Linked DNA regions of Sus scrofa: all the other regions are linked to region 1. A link is a contact called in public HiChIP or PLAC-seq data. All regions are on one chromosome and are shown on one strand. Each heading gives the region's core, a stretch centred on a gene start, on an enhancer-like site or on the middle of the called end of the contact. The rest is flanking DNA. Distances are from core to core; before and after follow the strand shown. Region 1 holds the start of JUND (transcription factor jun-D). Region 2 holds the start of ELL (RNA polymerase II elongation factor ELL). Region 3 holds the start of LRRC25 (leucine-rich repeat-containing protein 25).

Region 1 (4,471 bases), core at 1,209-3,708:
GAGGATGCAGGTTTGATCCCTGGCTCTGCTCAGTGGGTTAAAAATCTGGCATTGCCATGAGCTGTGGTGTAGGTTGCAAACATGGCTGGAATCCTGCGTTGCTGTGGCTATGACGTAAGCTGGCAGCTGCAGCTCTGATTTGACCCCTAGCCTGAGAACTTCCAAATGCCCGAGGTGTGGCCCCCCAAAAAGTTTGGCCAAATGATAATAAAGCAAAACAATTACAGAAAATATTTACTGAGCCTTTACTTTTTGTTCAGATCCTTCCAATAAAAGTCACAATACTCCATGAAGTAGATGGGATTGTTTGTTCCATTTTCATAAGCAATAAACACACTCAGAGGTAACATGCCTTGGCTTTCCTGTGCCTCCATTTACCAAAGCTTGTCTGCTGGTCAGCCTCTCAAATCAGGTTGGCCCAGCCCAAAGCATTCCTGACCACCTGCCTACCTGTCAAGGTCAAAGCCCCAGGTCAGAGTAGGGCCTTCATAGGCCGCCCACTCACCCTTTTGCCTTGGGAGAATCATGGTCCCATCTCCTTCAATTTGGCCCACTGCACAGGCCCAGAGGGAGGAACCCAGTACCGGGCTGGCTACAGGCTGGAGGCTGTATACCCTCCCATCAGGTGTCCCTTTGCCCAGGCTGGGACAGGAGGAGAAAGAGACCCACATGCCTGGACACACTGACACATACATACAGATGTGTATGTATATGTATATACATGCATACATACATGTGTACGTACATATATACATACACATGTTAACACAGATCCACACAGGCACACAGACATCCACTCCCATGTATGAACACATTTGGGTATAGTGACCCATACACCAACACACAAAGGCACAAACAGACATTTGTGTGTTTGTACACACACACCCATACTCTGACCCTCTGCCAGCCAGGCTTGGCTTCTGGCTCCTGTGACAACTTCCCTCATGGCCTTCTTGCTCGACAGCGCAGTTAGGGGCAAGGCTAGGTGAGGAAGGGACCTAGAAGAGCAAGTGCTCATGTCCAAAGGCAATCAGACTGAGGCCAGAGACTGCCACAGCAACCCCACCAGAGAGTGTTTTTTTCTTAACGCTGTCTTTGGCCCCATGCAGAAAGCTGGGTACCCAGCTAGCTTGAGCTAGACAAGGTCCCTGCCCTCCAGGGACTTATGGTCCATCCCATCATTGTGGATGGTTGCCAGGATATAATGGAAACAAGGTGAGTGTGAGGGGCCTAAGGACAAGTGTTGGCACTGGGGGAAGGCAGCATCAGGCTGAGGGCACAGCACCTGTCAAGGCCCCGAGGTAGCAATGAATTGGGAAGACAAAGCTCAAAGAAGGTGAGGGTGAAAGGTTAGAGAACACCACAAGAAAGGTGTGGGGCCCCCTCCCGATGGACTAGGCTCCATCCTCAGTGTGGTAGGAACCATGGAGGGGTTGTATGCAGGGACTGTAGGTCAGACCCAGAAGTCCCAAGGTGGGAAGAGTCTCTCCCACCTCCCTCACATTCCGTTCCCAGCCAGCCTTTTCGAGGCCAATTAAGCCTGACCTGACAATCATGGTAATAAATACGGACTGGGATTCCTGCCTTAATAGCTCAGTCCGGGAGCCAAGGGCCAAGGGTTGGGGGGTGAGGAGTGGGACCCAGGTAGGGGGCTGTCCAGGGTCATGGACGCCAGGGTTCTGCCAGATGTATAAGAGCTCAGGCCTGGTCCCGGAGACAGGTCACTCCACCTCGCCGAGCCTCAATTTCCCATCTGTAAAGTCAGGAAGTCAGACTCCACGATTCAGTCCCACCCAGTGAAAAGTATTGAGATCAAAAAGGTTCCAGCAACTTCTGGCCTCCTCTCCGCTTCCCGGCCTTTCTGAAGCAAACACACCACTTGGGACTGGGCTGGGGGGTGGAGGTGAGGTGGACAGACTAGACCCACACCCTGGCGAGCCACGCTTCAGCTCCCTCAGGTCTTCAACCCCACGGAGCGTAGCTACAGGCGCGCTAAGGGAAGCCCAGCCGGCGTAGTGGAGCTGGAGGCGCCAGGGAGTTATTTATCCATCCGGGGCCCCATCCCCCTTCTGTCCCCGGAGCCAGTACCGCCTCCGCCCGCCCGGGGCCCCACGCGCGGACGCGGGGCGGGGCTTCGGGCGGGCGGGCGCCTGGTGGCCGGGCCCATCACGCCACCCGGGACGTGCCTTGGCGGGAGGCGGTGCTGGGGGCCTGGGTCTTACTCTGGCTCCTGGGGCGGAGTGACCGGGCCGACGCGCGGCCCGCCCCCATGACGTCAACCCACAAGGCAGCGCGCTGTTGTGCCGTTTACCGCGCGTCACCTGGACGACTGCAGTCGGTGGGGGTTGAAGAGGCCGTCAGTGGCTTGGCCCCGCCCCTCCATGCAAATGAGCGACGTCACCCGCGTCCAATGGCGAGCAGGGACAGTGAGCTCATCGTACCCGGCCGAGGCTATAAGGGGGCGCGCGCGTTGCGCGACTCGGGAGCCGCCGCCAGCAGAGGGCTGGGCGCAGCGGCCGCGGCCTGGGCGGGCGCAGGGCCGAGCGGACGGGGGGGCGAGGGCCCCCCGGGCGGCCGCGGCCACTCCCCCCCCCGGGTCGGCGCGGCGGGGGAGGCGGAGGATGGAAACACCCTTCTACGGCGATGAGGCGCTGAGCGGCCTGGGCGGCGGCAGTGGCAGTGGCGGCGGTGGCAGCTTCGCGTCCCCGGGTCGCCTGTTCCCCGGGGCGCCCCCGACGGCAGCCGCCGGCAGCATGATGAAGAAGGACGCGTTGACGCTGAGCTTGAGCGAGCAGGTGGCAGCGGCGCTCAAGCCCGCGGCCGCACCGCCCCCGGCCCCTCTGCGCACCGACGGCGCCCAGGGTGCGGCGCCCCCCGACAGCCTGCTCCCTTCGCCCGACCTGGGGCTGCTCAAGCTCGCTTCGCCCGAGCTCGAACGTCTCATCATCCAGTCCAACGGGCTGGTCACCACCACGCCGACGAGCACGCAGTTTCTCTACCCCAAGGTGGCGGCAAGCGAGGAGCAGGAGTTCGCCGAGGGCTTCGTCAAGGCCCTGGAGGACTTGCACAAGCAAAACCAGCTGGGCGCGGGCGCGGCCTCCGCTGCCGCCGCCGCCGGAGGACCCTCAGGCACGGCTGCAGGCGCCGCACCTCCCAGCGAGCTGGCCCCAGCGGCGGCCACGCCCGAGGCGCCCGTCTACGCGAACCTGAGCAGCTACGCGGGAGGGACTGGGGGTTCGGGGGGAGCTGCGACGGTCGCCTTCGCCGCTGAACCCGTGCCCTTTCCGCCGCCGCCGCCGCCCCAGGCGCGCTGGGGCCGCCACGCCTGGCCGCACTCAAGGATGAGCCGCAGACGGTGCCCGACGTGCCGAGCTTCGGCGAGAGCCCGCCGCTGTCGCCCATCGACATGGACACTCAGGAGCGCATTAAGGCGGAGCGCAAGCGGCTGCGCAACCGCATCGCTGCCTCCAAGTGCCGCAAGCGCAAGCTGGAGCGTATCTCGCGCCTCGAGGAGAAAGTGAAGACGCTCAAGAGCCAGAACACGGAGCTGGCGTCCACGGCGAGCCTGCTGCGCGAGCAGGTGGCGCAACTCAAGCAGAAGGTCCTCAGCCACGTCAACAGCGGCTGCCAGCTGCTGCCCCAGCACCAGGTGCCGGCGTACTGAGCCCGCGCGCGGGGCGCATGCGCGGCCCCCTTCCAGAGAGGCGGGTTTGCGGGGGGGGGGCGTGGGCTCCCGGGACTTGGAGAGGGCGCGGCCCCGGGGACCCCCCCCCCCGAGGGTGCCAGGACTCGGAGAGGGCGCCTCAGACTCGACAAGCTGGACCCCCTGCTCCTGGGGGGGCGAGCGCATGACCCCCCCTCCTTTTCCCCTGCCCTCGCGCTGCCTCTGTCCTCGGCGCGCGGCCACCCGGTGTTGCACAAACCCGCGCGTCCTGGCTGCCTCTTTGTACACATCGCCGCCGAAGGGGGCGCAGCCTCAAGCCCTGCGTTTCCTTTTCTTTTACTTTTTTTTTTTTTTTTTTGGACTTTGGAAGAGAGAAGAACAGAGTGTTCGATTCTGCCCTATTTATGTTTCTACTCGGGAACAAACGTTGGTTGTGTGTGTGTGTGTTTTCTTGTGTTGGTTTTTTAAAGAAATGGGAAGAAGAAAAAAAAAAAACCCTTTTCTTGCTCTCGCTCCCCCCTCCTATCCCTCCGACAACCCCTCCTCTCGCCCTTTTTATTTTTTTGTTTTGTTTTGCTACCAGTCCACATTCCTGTTTGTAATCCTTGGTTCGCCCGGTGTTCTGTTTTCAGTAAAGTCTCGTTACGCCAGCTCGGCTCTCCGCCTCCTTCTTCCCCCGCAGGGGCCTGACGGGCTGGGCGGGGCCTGACCGGCTCCCCTTCCCCTCTTGCCTCCTTTGCCGCCTCCTTCCGCCCCTGCTCGGAGAAGGAGGGAGTCGGCGTCCGGGAAGGTACTGCACATCTGGCG
Region 2 (4,471 bases), core at 1,166-3,665, 250 kb before region 1:
TTACTGCTGAGCCACAACAGGAACTCCTTGGGGCATTAAGTATAAAGTGGAGCACAGCCCCTGGTTGCAGTGTTCTTAATTCTCTTAACTTTTCTAAGCCCTCAATTTCCTCATCTGGCAGATGGATCCGAACCACTGTATCTGCCCCAAAATGCAGTCATGGGTGCCAAACACTGAGCACAGAGTCTGGTGTATCTTAAGCATTCAACGCGAGGTGACTGTTATTAGTATTGCTGTCTGTTTCTTAGATGAATGCATTTAGGCTCAGAGAAGGGAAGTGCTTTTCCCAATGTCACTCAGAAAGCCAGTAAGCACTCACAGCTGCTTTTCCAATGTTCTACTTCATTTAGCAGTCTGGCCGTCTTTCCCCTTCCCATCTTCTAAACTCCAGACTGCCTGCTCCTCAGCCACCCCACCTGCCCCTTCTTTCTAGGTGCAATGAAACCCTGGTCTATTCTAATTCTTACCTGGCCCGGTCTCCCAGATAAACAGCTGGACACAACAGTGGGCAGACTGGTTAGTGTGCGAGCAAGTGCCAGCATCTTCCCCATAGAATGGACAGATCCTAGGTAAAGGGTGGAGGATCCCAGAGTTTTGGCCTTGGGCTCAAACAGGCTGGAGTTGGAATTTCTGCAGTAGCATGTGAGACCTCTCTGACCCTTGTTCTCATCTATGAAATGGGCTGATAGCTGTGTTGTGCGTATTAAATGACATCCATTATTAATTCAGCACAACCACCCAGTGCTGGAGGTTTTCAATGAAGAAATATAGAAAGGATACAGTGGTTTGGACCCATCTGCCAGATGAGGAAACTGAGGGCTTAGAGAAGTTAAGAGAATTAGGAACACTGCAATATAGAAAGGGACCCAGGTAGCAGAGGCAGGAAAAAATGTAGTCGGGAGGGCTCTGGGTCAGAAAGATCCAAGTTCAAAGTTTCAGGCAGGCCATTCACTGGCAGGGTGTATACCCCTGCTGTCTCATTCCTTTGATTCTGTTTCTCCATTTGTAAACGGAGATATTAATGACAGGCATGGGAAAAAGTTGCAAGGAATCTAGCATTGCCTTTAGGATCAGCCTTTAGGTTCATGGTCAAGGGGTAAATAGATGGCAGTGCCGGCCTGGTAGTGATAGGCAGAGCTAACAAGATCATCTGGGTAGAAACACATAGAAAGTCCCTGAATTCACCTTCCTCCCTTGCCTCACTTCATCCTATGACCACTGTCTGTAATTAGATTAAAATGAGAAGGAGTCCCTGCTATTGTGCAACAGGATCTGCGGTGTCTCTGCAGTGCCAGGATGCAGGTTTGAGCCCTGGCCTGGCACAGTAGGTAAAAGATCTGGAGTTGCTGCAGCTGAGGCTTAGGTCTGGATTGAGGCTTGGATCTGATCCCTGGCCCAGGGAACTCTATATGCCACGGGGCAGCCAAAAAAGGAAAAAAGAGAAATGTCCATAGATACAGAAAGTAGGTTAGTGGTTACTAGGGCCTGGGAAGGGGGAATGAGGAGTGACTACTTTGTGGGTGTGGGTTTTTCCTTTAGGGGTGATGAAAACGTTCTGGAACTAGATGGTGGTAGTGGCTGCACAGCATTGTGGATGTATTAAATGCCACAGAATTGTACACATTAACTAACTTCATGATAGGTGAAATTTTTTTTTTTAATGGGTGAGCAGGACAATCACCATCTCTCAGGGCTCTGGGGGGTGTAGGATTTTATTCTAAGTCTACCCTTAGCACAACACTGTAAATTAACTATATTTTAATTTAAAAAGAAATCTACTGTTACCATGAGCAAAGTTAATCTGACCCCCAATCATCCAACAGCCCCAGGCCCACCTTAGGGGAACCCTATTAGCCCAACCCAGCGTCCAACGCGCGCTCAGTTTACATAGCCACGCCCATCCAGCAGCGGATCCCTCCCCCCACGTGCTTTGCGCGGGCCCCGCCCCCTCCCACGCCCTCAATGCGGCTCCTCGCTGAAGCCAAAGACGGAAGACTTGGAGAGACCTCATAAATAATACATCACGTCATTGGCTGGTGGGGCGGTGCTTCGACTTGCCTGGCTGAGTCAAGATCATGAATAATACACACTGAGGCGGGGCTTGAAGGAGCGCGCGTGTCGAGGCGGAGTCCGGGCGCGGAAGTGGACACCTCTAGGGTCTTGAGAGGTTAGGGATGGGGGGAGTCCATCCACGCCTTACGAAAATGCAGGAAGTCGGGGCGGTAACTATGGGATTCCCTGGGCCCACATGATGCGTGGCCAGCCGCATCTCATGAATAGTGCAGCACGTCAGCGGGCGGTACCGCGGCGTCTGTGGTTCTAGGGGGGTTCCGGCGAGGGCGTGGCCAGCCGCGTCTTATGAATAATGCAGCACGTCAGCGGGCAGCAGGGTGGGGCGTGGCCGGCGCACCGCCCGCACTGGAGCCGGGAAGGGGGGGCGGGGGAGCGATGGTCGCAAGATGGCGGCGCTGAAGGAGGCTCGGAGCTACGGGCTGTCGTGCGGGCGAGTGAGCGACGGTAGCAAGGTGTCCGTGTTCCACGTGAAGCTCACCGACAGTGCTCTGAGGGCCTTCGAGAATTACCGCGTCTGCCAGGTGAGCGGTGCAGGCGGTGCGGCCGTCGGGGACATCGGGACGCAGGTCGGCCTCGCGCTCCTCTCGCCACGGCGTCCTAGCCTGGGGGCGCGGGGTCCGGCTTCTTAGGTGCTGCTTGTGAGTTCCTGGGCCAGCGGGGCGCGGGGTAGGCGCCTGTCCGGCTCGGAGCGCAGGGAACCTCGGCGCCGGGAGGAGAACCTGGCGGGTGGCCCGGGGCGGCCATGGGGCCCGAACTCTCGCTCCTGGTCTGGGGATAGGGGGTCTGTCCGGCGCCTTTCTCGGCCCATCCGGCACCTGAGCAGGAACTGGTCTTTTCACCTGTTCAGGGGAAGGGGTGGAGGCCCCGCTGTCCGAGCTCGGAGGTGGGGGTTTGGGGCTTCTTTGGCTCCTTTGCGGGATGGCCGGTAGGGATGACTGCCTGCACTCCCGAGGAGCAGCTTTTCCGTCTTGGTCACTGGTAGGGTGGGTCAGTGGGGCACCGCTGTCGGAGCACCTGTGGGGTTTTGTTCCGTTTGTATGGGGAGGTTGTGTCTGCACTTGGGGGCTGTCTTTGATGCTTTCCAATGAGGCCCCTGGAGTTGGGTTCACTTTTCGTTCCTGGGAAAGGAAATTTGGGCAAAACCTGTCAACTCGCCTCCAACTCCCCAGGTGACCAGGTCTCACTGGACACCTTTAGAGAGTAGGAGTGTTTTGAGAAGAAGAGGCTGTGATTGTGGAGGGGGGGATTGCTGGTATGGTGCCTTTAGAAGATTGGGAGCCTGTGGTGGGCACCTGGGAGGGAGCTCTGGCCACCGCACCTGGCTCCTGACTCACAAACTTCTCAGGGGCTGATTTGGGTCCATCTGGCTAAGTTCAAGGCGTTTCAGTTCTGCCACCTGGCGGGGGGTGGGGGGGGTTGGGGAGAGGCTTCTGTGTACCTTCTTTCAGGCCTGACTGTAGGGTACATCTGGGGCCCTGGTCAGAAACTGCTTCTTCCCATTTCTGTTTGTGTCATGGCGCCCTCCTCCTGTGTTGGGACAGAAGTTGCAGGTGCCCAGTGGTCAGGTCCTGAGGGGAAGTGGTTTGGGAGCCCTTTTACCTCCTCACTGGGAAAGTAGGGGCTTCATCGTGGCTAGGGGGAGCAAGGGGTCTGGTGTCAGGTTCAGGAAGGCCCCGCCCTCTGAGAGAAAGAGAAAGAAGAGAGAGAGAGAGAGAGTGAGAGGAGAGAGAGAGAGAGAGAGAGAGAGAGAGAGAGTGTGTGTGTGTGTGTGTGTGTGTGGTGTGTGTGTGTGTGTGTGTGTGTTGTGTGTACTGGGGCTGGGGGGGGGCTCAGGGCGGGTGAGGAGAGAGACTAACTAGGAAGGAATGTGGCTTTCTTCCTGCCCTGGACTTGTTCGGCACCATTAGCTAAGCCGGGAATTTTTTCCCCTGTCTTGTTACCCGTGCCCACCCTTCCCTGGCTTCTTTCCACTTTTGGGGGCAATTTCCTTCCTGTTCTTGCGTCTCAGTTTTCTCTTCATAGAACAGGGACTTCATCTTTGTTGGAAGAGCAAATTCTCACCTTGTCAAAAGTGATTCCCCAAGGTGAGCCTGGGGTGCCACTGCAGGTGAGGAGGAGGGGGCATGGTGGCCAGCTTGAGCCTTCCTTGTGGAATTCCAGCCCGGTGACTTTTTCCCTGGGCAATTCCAACTTGTTCTGCAGGAAGGCGGGCTTTCCTAGAAACAGCTGGGGGAGAGCTGGTGAGTCATGTAAATAAGGTGAACTTGGTACCTGGTCACTGAGGGTTAGGAGCCCCGCCTTCCCTGCCATGCTGCCCTCCCTTGATCTACTCGTCAGGAAGGCCTGTCTCTGCATCCACCTCATGCTGTCACGCTGCTATTTTTAATTTAGGGTGTTG
Region 3 (4,471 bases), core at 585-3,084, 130 kb before region 1:
ACGGCAACACCGGATCCTTAACCCACTGAGCAAGCGCAGGGACCGAACCCGCAACCTCATGGTTCCTAGTCGGATTCGTTAACCACTGCGCCACGACGGGAACTCCTGCCATTTTCTTACTGGGGGTGAGATAAGTTTCTTTGGGTTGTTGAAGGACAATTTGCAGCCCTTTCCCAAAGTCTCGGTTCAAAAACCTTTGACCATTCCTCTGAGCTTTGAGATGGAAAGGGGCAGAGACTGAAGAGAGGGGAAAGCGTAGGAGAGTAGACTCCAGCCTCTCAGAGTCCAAGAGAAGGCTTATACCCTTTGCCCCATTTTGCAGATGTGGAAACTGAGGTACAGAGCAGTTAAGTTCAACAAGCCAGGGGCTAAAAAGGATTTGAAGCCGCTCTGCCTGAAGCCAGGACCCGGTGAGGTGGAGACCCTCTCTCAGCCCACCCCAATCCATTACCTCCTCACTCTCTCTTTTGCCGCTATCCCTTAGGTCCTACTCAGGCCCCCTCTCTGGCCTCCTTGCAAGGTTCTGCACCTCCAGACCCCAGGCTCACTCCAGTAGAATCTTTTGACTCAGTGCTCACAAGCTGCTCTGGCCCTGGGAATACAGCCCCATTCCTGAGCATGGCTTTGGTGGCTTGTGCTGCCTGTCCCCCTGCTCATGTCACCAGTTCCTCCATTTAGCCGCTCCACTCCTAACTATACTGTCACAGCCGGCCATGCTTTCTCTTCTCTCTGGAATCTTCAATGCATTCGTTTCTGCTGCCACTGCTATTTATATTCCAAGCTCCAGACTCAATGTCCCCTCACACAGGGTGCCCTCCTCATATCTCCCTGCAGCCTGGAAGCATGAATATATGTTAGGAGAGCTCTGACTTGCGGGGGATGCTAGGAGCTTGGGGAGTCAAAGGCAGGTTTTAGGAATCCTTGGCAAACTCCCATTCATGTGCTGAAGCCCCAGTTCTTCTTCTTCTTCTTCTTCTTTTTTTTTTTTTTTTTTTTTTTGTCTTTTTTTGTCTTTTCTAGGGCCGCACCCGGGCATACGGAGGTTTCCAGGCTAGGGGTCTAATTGGAGCTGCAGCTGCTGGCCTATACCATAGCCACAGCAATGCAGGATCCGAGCTGCGTCTGCAACCTACACCACAGCTCATGGCAACGCCAGATCCCCAACCCACTGGGCAAGGCCAGGGATCGAACCTGCAACCTCATGGTTCCTAGTCAGATTCGTTAACCACTGAGCAACGACGGGAACTCCTGAAGCCCCAATTCTAATGCCTCCTCTAGGAAGTCTTCCAGCACCCTGTCCCTCCTTCTGGCCCTGACCTGACTCCACCAGCCTGGGGGTGTCTTTGTCCAGTTCTGTCTTCTCCCAAGACTGGATATTCCTGGAACAAATGGCCAGGGCTGAAGCCTCTTAGGGACTTAGCATGGATGATGTTTGTGGGGTTTTTGGTTGTCTTTTTTTTTTTTTAATGGCAGGAATAGAGCATCTGAGCCGCTTCTGTGCCCTACACCACAGCTACGGCAATGCCTGGATCCTTAACCCACTGAGCAAGGCCAGAGACGGAACATGGGTCCTCATGGATGCTAGTAAATTTGTTACTGCTGAGCCATGACAGGAACTCCTGAGTGATGTTTGTTGAATGAATATATGAATGCAACTCATTGTGAAGTAAGTTGATGGGGTAGAAGTTAGTTGGGGCGTTAATGGGGGCCATGTAGTCACTGAGGGCCAGCAAGAGGGAAGTAGGCTGCCCCTCCCCCTCTCGTGAGAATTCTGGTCCTAGAGGCCTGGGGAGGGGGAACGGGGAGGAGGCCTATGGGGCTCGGTGTCTTCTTCATTTTTCTTCTCTGCACTCCACCCGGGCACCAGTTCCTCTTCCCCCTGAGTTGCTGGTTGCAGAGCTTGAGGAACGCCAGAGACCCTAGCGGATCCAGATCCCCGAAGGGTCCGTCGCTCTGGCCCCTGTGTCCAGGTGAGCCACGACGCAGCCCCTCCGCGCCAGAGACTTCCAGCCCGGTCGAGGCAAAGCCGTGCCAGTGGAACTAGAAAGGTAGGACGGAGGCACTAGAACTTGGAACTGCTCAGGAGCGGCAAGCCAAAGCCGGGGGGCCCTTTCAGGCCCCGCTCATGACTCCCTCCCAGCCGCCTGTCGTTCAGGAAGAAAGGCAGAGGGGCGGGGCCGTTTCCAGGGCAACCAATCTTTTTTTTTTTTTTTTTCCCCTGCTTTGCAGGGCTGCACCTGCGCCAGCAACCACTCTTTTTGCATATAGTCCTGTCTGGCCAACAAGGGCTCCCGGAGTGTTGGGGGGCGGGGAGGAAATTGGGCAACTTAGCCCAAAGTGGCTTATCTCAGAGAAGGGGAAGGGGCTGACTGGGCCAGGTCTCCTCCTTGCCTTCTGAGCCCTTGAGGCACCCAGGTTATGTACCCGTTCCCCGGAAGGGGAGACTGAGGCTGGGGGCCAGAGCCAACCAAAGGGGCGTCCAGCGAAGGGCTATGTTTTAACACTTCAGAAGTGGCCTGAGCTGTATATATATATATATATATATATACACACACATAACAGGTGGCGACCACAGGCTGAGGTTAGGCTTTGGATTCTGGTCTCTCTGCCTAGGTTGCTTAAATGGGGGGCTCCCTGGTGTGGGTGCTGTTGTTGCCGCCGCCGCCGTTGCTGCTGCTGCTGCTGCACAATCCAGGCACCCAGGGAACGTCGTGCGTGTCCTCCGGGAACGTGGACTGGACCAGAGAGTTCACGGACACATGCCTGAACTTCAGTGGCCAAAACTTGAGCTGGCTGCCTCAGAACCAGTCTCTGCAGGCCAGAAGTGTGACCATCCTTGACTTGTCTGGAAACCGCCTTCGCAAGCTCCCATCAGTCTTCTTCAGCCACCTGGGAGAGCTGAAGTTCCTGGACGTGACAAACAACCCACTGGAACACGTGGATGGGGCACTGGCCAGACGTTGTCAGCTCACCCTGAAGGCTGATTGCAACTGTGTCCTATTTTCCTGGCACAAGATTCGGCAGGACAACTGTTCTGGCCAGCCGCCTCTGCAGTGCCTAGATAAGACCACTGGTGCCTGGCACAACTTCTCTGCCTTGGAGGAAGGCTGTCCCCCTGGCCTCTCTGCAGGAGCCGTAGGAGCACTGGCAGTTGGTGGAAGCCTGTTTCTCTTGCTTGCCATTGCTGGCCCAGTGTTGGCTTGGAGATTCTGTAGACGTCGGATGGACAGCGGCCGGGGCCTGAGCAAAACGTGGGCTGCTCAGGATGGTTCCAGGTCTGGCTCAGGTCGGCAGCCGAGGTACAGTAGTCGGGCCCTCAACCTTAAGCCCCCAGCAGCTACCCTGACCAGATCTTCCACGTCGGACTATGAGAACATGATCGTGGGCCAGCCAGCTGCCGGGCACCAGTGGGCTGAACACAGGTGAGTAATCCACCCACATCTGCCTGCAAGACTCTGGAGCCAGATGGCCAGGGTTCAATTCCCAGCTCTGCCTCTTACAGGCTATGTGATCTTGGGCAAGTAGTTTGACCTTTCTGGGCCTCGGTTTCTTTATCTGCAAAATGAGGATAATAACAGCCCTCCACCTCATGGAGTTGGGATAAGAATTAAGTGAGTTCCTCTATATGTAAGAAGCCTCCCCCTTCATGACCTGCAAACCCACTTTTCTGACTGCCAAGGACGGCAAGTGTTCAAGGCAGAGTATGGGCTCTGTGGTAGCCGTTAGCAGCCTGGGCTCCAATCTCCCATGACCCAGGGTTGTCTCTGAACCTCAGTTTCTGTCTCCGTAAAATGGGACAGCATCTCCATCTCTCTTTGACATAAAGGAGATGCTAAGAAAGCCACCTGCCTCTCTCTACCGCCACAAAGCTCTGCCTCCAGAATTGGCTGGGCTTAGGTAGATAGGTTCAACTTTCCCCAGGTTGGATGGAGTGGAGGGGATTTCACTCCCCTAGGGGCAGGGATAAATAGGAACAAAGGCCCGGAGGTAGGAGGGAACAGAGAATCTGCCCTTGATGAGTTTTGAGAAGGCAAGACATCAGGGCTGAGGTTGGAGGGGGCTGGGAGGATTCAAGCAGGAAGGGAAAGAGGGTCATGGCTGGGTTTGGGCAGCAGAATCCACAAGCCAGGGAGGCCCATGGGAAGCTATTGGTGAGAAATGAGAGAATATGTAAAACAGATGCAAATATGGCTCAAAAGCAGAAGTGGTCTATGGCAGGGAGTTGAAGGCACCAGACTCCCTAAGGCAGCTTGTCTTCTGATGCTTGCCTCTGCCTCACTGTTACCATGTCCTTAGGGCCAGCCAGTCTCCTCTAAAAACATTGTTTAAAATTGGATGTGTCAATCCTACCTGACATTTTACAGTTGCAGAAACAGGTCCTGAGAGGCAGGGGAATGACTTGTCCAAGGTCAGAAGCAGAGGCAAGAAACAAACCCTGATTCGCATCCCCATACAATCATGTATGTGTTTG

Evidence for each region. HiChIP or PLAC-seq counts read pairs in DNA pulled down with a chosen protein or histone mark.
Region 2: an H3K27ac HiChIP or PLAC-seq map of alveolar macrophages shows a contact between it and region 1. The contact joins the promoter of ELL here to the promoter of JUND in region 1. A contact is called at or near these places in 1 of 47 Hi-C or Micro-C datasets (embryonic fibroblasts) and 1 of 2 datasets of contacts at active chromatin or transcription factors (alveolar macrophages).
Region 3: a contact with region 1 is called in an H3K27ac HiChIP or PLAC-seq map of alveolar macrophages. The contact joins the promoter of LRRC25 here to the promoter of JUND in region 1. A contact is called at or near these places in 1 of 5 promoter capture datasets (fetal liver), 12 of 47 Hi-C or Micro-C datasets (alveolar macrophages, brain, embryonic fibroblasts and 9 more) and 2 of 2 datasets of contacts at active chromatin or transcription factors (alveolar macrophages and skeletal muscle).

What each region holds. Positions count from the first base shown.
Region 1 is chr2:59,528,533-59,533,003 of Sscrofa11.1, forward strand. JUND (transcription factor jun-D) reads left to right here and starts at 2,459. Exons shown (of 2, transcript XM_021083521.1): 1 at 2,459-3,299; 2 at 3,302-4,314. The coding sequence starts at 2,622. The coding sequence ends at 3,664.
Region 2 is chr2:59,274,749-59,279,219 of Sscrofa11.1, forward strand. It overlaps ELL (RNA polymerase II elongation factor ELL), which reads left to right and starts at 2,416. Exons shown (of 13, transcript XM_021083507.1): 1 at 2,416-2,594. The coding sequence starts at 2,460.
Region 3 is chr2:59,399,378-59,403,848 of Sscrofa11.1, forward strand. LRRC25 (leucine-rich repeat-containing protein 25) reads left to right here and starts at 1,835. Exons shown (of 3, transcript XM_021083527.1): 1 at 1,835-2,048; 2 at 2,614-3,422. The coding sequence starts at 2,623.